Regions from separate parts of the Canis lupus genome. Here region 2 is linked to region 1. A link is a contact called in public Hi-C data. All regions are on one chromosome and are shown on one strand. The core of a region is the stretch at or near the end of the contact, and the rest is flanking DNA. Distances in the headings are between cores, read along the strand shown.

Region 1 (3,239 bases), core at 635-3,134:
CCACAGATGATGTCTATTAAATTCTTCTTAAATCTGTCTACTTCTCCCTCTTCCTAGTACCTGTCCAAGTTCAGGTCCTCCTATCTGATTGATTCCCTCTCATTCTCCATCTCTCTTCCTTTGGCCTTAAATTTCTCTAATGTAAGAGACTTCTACTTGCAAGTGACATAAACCTAAGTCAAATTGGCTTAAACAAAAAATGGAATTTTTTTTAACTAAAAATTTCATGGTGGCTTCAGGCATGGTTGGATCCAGGAGATCAAATGATGTCACTAGGACCTGGTCTCTCTGCCTTTTTCTTAATTCTCCCCCTCACTCACCATAAGTTGGGTTGACCTCACTTTCTCCACATCAAGGCTAGCAGAAAGAGAGGTTTCTTTCATCCCTACAGATCTAACCAAAGTCTAAGGGTTGGGTTTCATTGACTGTGACTGGGTTGCATACCCATTCCTAAAGTGATCACTGGGGCACAGGTGTGTGTAATTTTCTGATTGGGCATGTCTGGGTCACATGCTTACTCCTGAGGTTGGGCATGGGGATAGCAGCACCATCTAAACTACAAGGACCGGGCAGCCCAGGTGGCTCAGCAGTTTAGTGCTGCCTTCAGGCCAGGGCCTGATCCTGGAGACCCAGGATCAAGTCCCACATCAGGCTCCCTGCATGGAGCCTGCTTCTCTCTCTGTCTCTCATGAATAAATAAATAAAAATCTTTAAACCACAAGGGCTACAAGTGAGGAAGGAAGATTCCAAAAATCTATGTTTCTGTCCAGGTGGGTAGGATGGACATGAAACTGGTCAAAAGAAACTATCAAAAAAAAAAAAAAAAAAAAGAAGAAAGAAAGAAACCGTTACCTCTACTTTAGACAGGAAAACACTAGCAGAGAACAGGAAGCCGTGATAAGGTTTGCTGAGCAAAAGCAGGGTTAATTATAGTCCTTCACGCAAAACATTTTCTATTCTGTCCAATTAGCAGGCTGCACAAGTGCCATCACATGTGTGGGATTAACCGTATTGTACGTAGGACTTCATTACAGCACCAAACTGCTTGCTTGAGGCTTATCTGCACAGCACCCTGCATGCTCCTGAGCAAGGCTGTCTGCTCTCACCCTACAAGCACTAAAGATTTCCTCCAGCCCCGCAGGGCAGTTCTGGGCCACCCTTGGAACTGAAGTCAGGATAAACCTGACCCAAACCCTTGGCCTTGGGTCAGAGCCAAGCTTGCCCCGGGGTGGGTGTTGTGGGAGAAGGGTCCCAAGATTCTGACACTCCTCCTGCCATTCAGATCCCTGAGAGAGGGCCTGAAGAGGGGACCGCTTGAATGGGCTTCGAGAAACAGCCCTGGTGAATGCTAGTCGGGCTCCCCCCGGGGAACCTTGTCTAGTCAGGGTCTCCCCAGCCTTCACCTGAAATTATCTGTCCACCTTCCTTGATAAATGGGACAGACTCATCGTCTGGAAAAACTTCTCCTGGTGAGAAGGGCTTGCTCCTCAGGGCCGGGCCTGATGGAGAGTGTCGGGAGCAGAAGGGCTTGTCTGAACATGATTTACTGAAGACATGTCACCTTCGAGGCTTTGAGAAGAAGAAGAAGAGCAGGGACACCGGTCTTAAGGGTGTGAAGGACAGGATTTCTGGGCGATCTTTGTGGGCCCGTGCAAAGAACTCGTCGGTCCTGGGGCGCCCCCTGCTGGTCATGGCCCCAAATGGCATTTAGGTGAGCTCAGGCCTCTACAGCAGGGTCAGAGGTTCAGAGGTTGGGTGCATCCCTGCTCCGCGCGTCAGGCCGGGGCCTTCCAGGTGGGCCTGGCACTCCTCCTGGGCGCAGGCAGGTGGCACCCCACCGGGACGCTCAGGCTCTGCTGCCTCTGATGACACCCAACCACCGAACACAGAAATTGTGTGCAGGACCTTTCTCCCGTGTCTTCAGCAGAGCGTGAAGAGAGATGCACCCAGCTCTGGGGTCGGCCTGCCACAGAGCGACTGGGAGTCTGGGAAAGTCTCACCTCCCTCGTGAGATGGGGTTCAAGCGCTCGCTGAGGTGGGTCGTCAGAGCTGCACCGAGTCGGCAGACTGCTTCCGTGTCTGTTCCCTCAGTGTCCTGGGGGAGCCAGCTGTGTCTTCAGCGTGTTGGCTGGGGCTCATCTAAATGTCCTGCCACGTGGACCTTCCTACAGGGAAAATCTGATGACGATGCTCTCCTCCGGACAGTTCAAAGTCCAGGTGGCTGGACCAAGAGGTCCCTGATCAGCTGCCGTTGTCTTCATTCTCCAGCAAGGACCAGTTGCTGCTGCTCCCCAAACGCCCTCCCCGACCCCAAGCTGCCTCTTGCTTGTCCTGGTTCCTCATGCTCCCCTGGCACCAGCTCAGTGCTCCCACCCAGTTCTCAGTCTAGCCCAGTGAGCACCGCTTCTGCCAGGAAGCCTTTCTGGCCTCCCGGCAAGACAGGTGGCTCCTTGGGGTTCTGAGGTCAAGGGGTTCCGTCTGCCTTGCCCTGCCTGTCTGTGCCCAGCTCCACCTCCCTGGCTGAGTGGGAGCACCGCCAGGGAAGGGTCCTGTCCTGGCATCAGCTCGGGGACTTGGCACCCAAGAGGGGGCTCAGTGGGGTCAGGGGGAAGGATGGGGGCAGTCCCTGGGAACCAGCCAGGGCAGCAGCTGCCAAGGAGCATCTGCTGGGTGGGGTCAGGGACCTGCCATCCCTGTCGTCTGTGAGAGCTGTGGTCAGAGGTGCACCTTGCGGTGGAGCTGTCTCTGCAGTCCCTCCTCCACTCCAAGTGTGAGTGACCATGGGTCTTGGGCCTGGCGAGGGCTTTCCACAGGCCTGCTCCTCCTCAGAGAGCTCAGGGAGGAACCCCTCCCAGGTGATCGTGAAGACAGGGATGGGGGGGCAGCCACAGCCACCCTCGCCCTTCCTCCCTTTCCCTTCTTTCCTTCCTTTTTCAGTGATCGTCAGGGTGTTGTATTAAGGGATCATTCACATATAATAAAATTCACCTATTTAACACAGTTTGAGAAGTTTTGACAAACAGAGCATTTCCCTTGTCCCCAGAAGTTCCCCGGGGGACCCTTTGCCATTGATGCCTCCCCACCACCAGCCCTAATCCGTCTATACTTTCTATCACTGTAGGTTTTTTTTTTTCTAAGATTTCATTTATTTATTCATGAGGGACACACACAGAGAGAGAGAGAGAGAGGCAGAGACACGGGTAGAGGGAGAAGCAGGCTCCATGCAGACAGCCCGATGT
Region 2 (3,089 bases), core at 439-2,938, 440 kb before region 1:
AAAGGCAAAAGGCAATCTTAGCCCGACCCCCAGGGGCCTGTAACCCTACTTTAACTTATATGTTTTTTATATAAATTCCTTTAGAAATTTCCTTTAGGGGATCCCTGGGTGGCTCAGCGGTTTAGCGCCTGCCTTTGGCCCAGGGTGTGATCCTGGAGTCCCGGAATCAAGTCCCACGTCAGGCTCCCTGCATGGAGCCTGCTTCTCCCTCTGCCTGTGTCTCTGTCTCTTTCTGTGTGTCTCTCATGAATAAATAAATAAAATCTTTAAAAAAATAGAAATTTCCTTTATCTCTAACCCCCCCAGACACATGTTGACCATCATCCCCCAAGCACATGGCCCACGGATACACATATAAAGGGTCTCATGAAGAAAAAAAATAAATAAAAATAAATAAATAAATAAATAAATAAATAAATAAATAAATAAATAAATAAAGGGTCTCATGACTCAGGTTTTATCAGATGGTAATAAGTGACCTTTTCCCAACAATTAGCTCCCTCAAGGTACTGGAAACCTTGCTTCCAAAATTCCTTAAGAGTACAGCTATCCTCAAACCCCTCCCAACTCCCAGGTATATAATCAGCCACCTTGATGGGATGAGCACTGGGTGTTATGCTGTATGTTGGCAACTTGAACTCCAATAAAAAGAAATAAAAAAAAAAAAAGGTTAAAAAATATATATATAATCAGCCACCCCTCACAGGCCGGGGCGGCAGCTCTTCCCAGGACCCAGGGGTCCTGTCCCTGTGTTTTAAGAAAACCACCACTTTGCACCAAAGACGTCTCAAGAGTTCCTTCTTGGTGGTGGGCAGCGGACACTTATGTCCCAAAACTTAATCAGTAACAAGAATTCTTTCTCGGCCTTAGGGTGCAAACCACACCACCGGGGAGCAGCGTGAACTTTGTGGATTCCGAAGCTCGCGGCGTCGGCCCGAGGGCAGGGCCAGCGCGCGGGGAGTCGCGCGGCTGCTGCGGCCGCCGCTAGGTTGTCCTCGCCGCGCTGCTGGGCGCTGCTGGGCGCTGCTGGGCCGGCCTGGCCAGCGCCGCGGGCTCCTGCGCCTGGACCCGGAACCCAGCCGGGACTCCGGGCCAGGAGGGACGCCGGGCCCCGTGCAGTTCCTGGGGTGGAAGCGGTGGTGCTGGCGGTGCCGGTGCCGAGTCGCAGCCCCGAGCGACGCCCCCTCCCCTCCTCCCCGGCCCCGGGCGACGGCAGGGCCTGGCGTCCACTTGGGTTCCCGCTCACTTGGGGTCGGCGCGGCTGGTAGGGCGGCCACCCACCTCCGCGCCTGGAGCCCGGCCTGGGAAGGGATCGAGTCCCCCAGCGCAGCGAGCGGCCCCGCCTTCCCTTCAACGACCCGTCCTCCGGCGCCTGGTGAGCGCGCGGGCCGTGACTCCCACCCCCGCCGCGGCGCCGGCAGCGCGGCTCGGACCCGGGCGGCCGCCTCCGGGGCGCTCCCCGCGACAGCGCGCTTACCGTGGTCGGCGCCCGCCAGGGCGCGCACTTGGATCTCGGGGGGCCCAGCCGGCCCGTGGGAGGCGCAGCTGCGCGCCCGCAGGGCCTTCCAGGGCCGTGCAAGGCGCCGGGCGTTGGTCAGGGCGCGCAGCATCGGGGCGCAGGCTGGGCAGGTGCCAGGGGCCCCCCGCCGTCCCTCCTGTCCCGCGGAAAGCTCGCGGCTGGGCCCCAGGGTTTCGCAACTGCGCCACCTCCCGGCCGAGCGCGCACAGGGACGCTTGGAGCCCGGGCTAGGCGACCTTGCGGCCTGGGACCGGGGTGGCAGCAGTGTTTTAATCACCAAAGCGGGGGTAATGATAGTGACCACGGTCATAGATAAGGGGGGAGGCTAAAGTAGCGAGAACACGTTTCACTCAGCAATGTCCTGCTGCGAAGGGGAAATGTCCGGTGCGAGCTGACCTCGGCTTCCGTCTGTGCGGAGGTGACTGAGAGCTCTAAGGGGAGGAGGAGACAGCATGGAGGTGAGTGACCCGGGCTCTAGAAGACAGAGAAGTGAGATTACAAAAATCGGGAAAAGTATTAGGCCACGTGAAACCCGCCCGGGGTCAGCAAGCCAAGGCCTGTCCAACCTCAGGCTCCCACAGAAACTAAGGACAGGGTGGGGGGTGTGGTCTGCAGGTGCTGGCTGCAGCAAGCAGTAAATTCTTTTGGCAGTGTTGACTTTAAAAATAACAGGTATAGGGACACCTGGAATGACTCAGCGGTTGAGCACCTGCCTTTGGCCCAGGGCGTGATCCTGGAGTCTCGGAATCGAGTCCCACATCGGGCTTCCTGCATGGAGCCTGCTTCTTCCTCTGCCTGTGTCTCTGCCTCTCTCTGTATGTCTCTCATGAATAAATAAATAAATAATCTTAAAAAAAAAAAGTTATTTTACCAGCAAAAATAGGTTTAAGAATAGCAGAGAATTGCAATTTGGGACAAACAAGCCGCAGTAAACAACCGTAGGCTAGTCCACCAGGGGAGAGAAACATCTTTTATGGAGAAAGTTGGGAAGATTTGTTTTGCAGCTCAGACCCATTGGAGAAAAGCAAGAGTTCTCAGTGATGATGGATTCTCATTGGCTGAGCCGCTGACCTACTAAGTTGCTTGAAGGAGGTACAGTGCCCGGGGAATCCCTGGGTGGCTTAGCGGTTGAGAGCCTGCCTTCGGCCCAGGGGTGACCCTGGAGACCCCAGATGGAGACCCGCATTGGGCTCCCTGCATGGAGCCTGCTTTTCCCTCTGCACCCCCCCTCTCTGAGTCTCATAAATAAATAAATAAAATCTAAAAAAAAAAAATGGAGATACAGTGTCCTTCCTCTCCTGATGCCGCCTCTGACCATTCTGCCTGTGATTGATGTCTAGTAGTAGGATGCCAGAGACCCCCCCCCCCTTCTAGACACCTGACTGCAATTTTAGTAAGGTTTCTTTTTTTTTTTTTTTTTTTTTTTTTTTTTTAGTAAGGTTTCTTGTTAATTTCTACAGCTGGCTTAAATTTTCTCAGGCAGGCACTTAAAGGGGGTGGGTGGGTTAGGGTCATCTTAGGAATGTGGCCTGGAGCTGCTAGGAACTATGTTAGTGTTTAAGTCTTTGTA

Evidence for each region. Hi-C and Micro-C count contacts between places; a contact is called where the count stands out from the background.
Region 2: a contact with region 1 is called in a Hi-C map of blood, with 4 times the contacts expected there. The contact joins the promoter of ECHDC2 here to the enhancer-like site in region 1. A contact is called at or near these places in 3 of 9 Hi-C or Micro-C datasets (amygdala and blood).

What each region holds. Positions count from the first base shown.
Region 1 is chr5:55,997,051-56,000,289 of UU_Cfam_GSD_1.0, reverse strand. No RefSeq gene overlaps it. Among named protein-coding and RNA genes, the nearest start is that of DMRTB1, 41 kb to the right of the region's middle. Within about 2 kb of position 1,884, at least 3 of the 20 cell types and tissues checked have an H3K27ac peak or open chromatin away from gene starts, as enhancers often do. A contact at or near this core is called in blood, where this site is marked.
Region 2 is chr5:56,433,021-56,436,109 of UU_Cfam_GSD_1.0, reverse strand. It overlaps ECHDC2 (enoyl-CoA hydratase domain-containing protein 2, mitochondrial), which reads right to left and starts at 1,688. Exons shown (of 9, transcript XM_038537520.1): 1 at 1,478-1,688. The coding sequence starts at 1,610.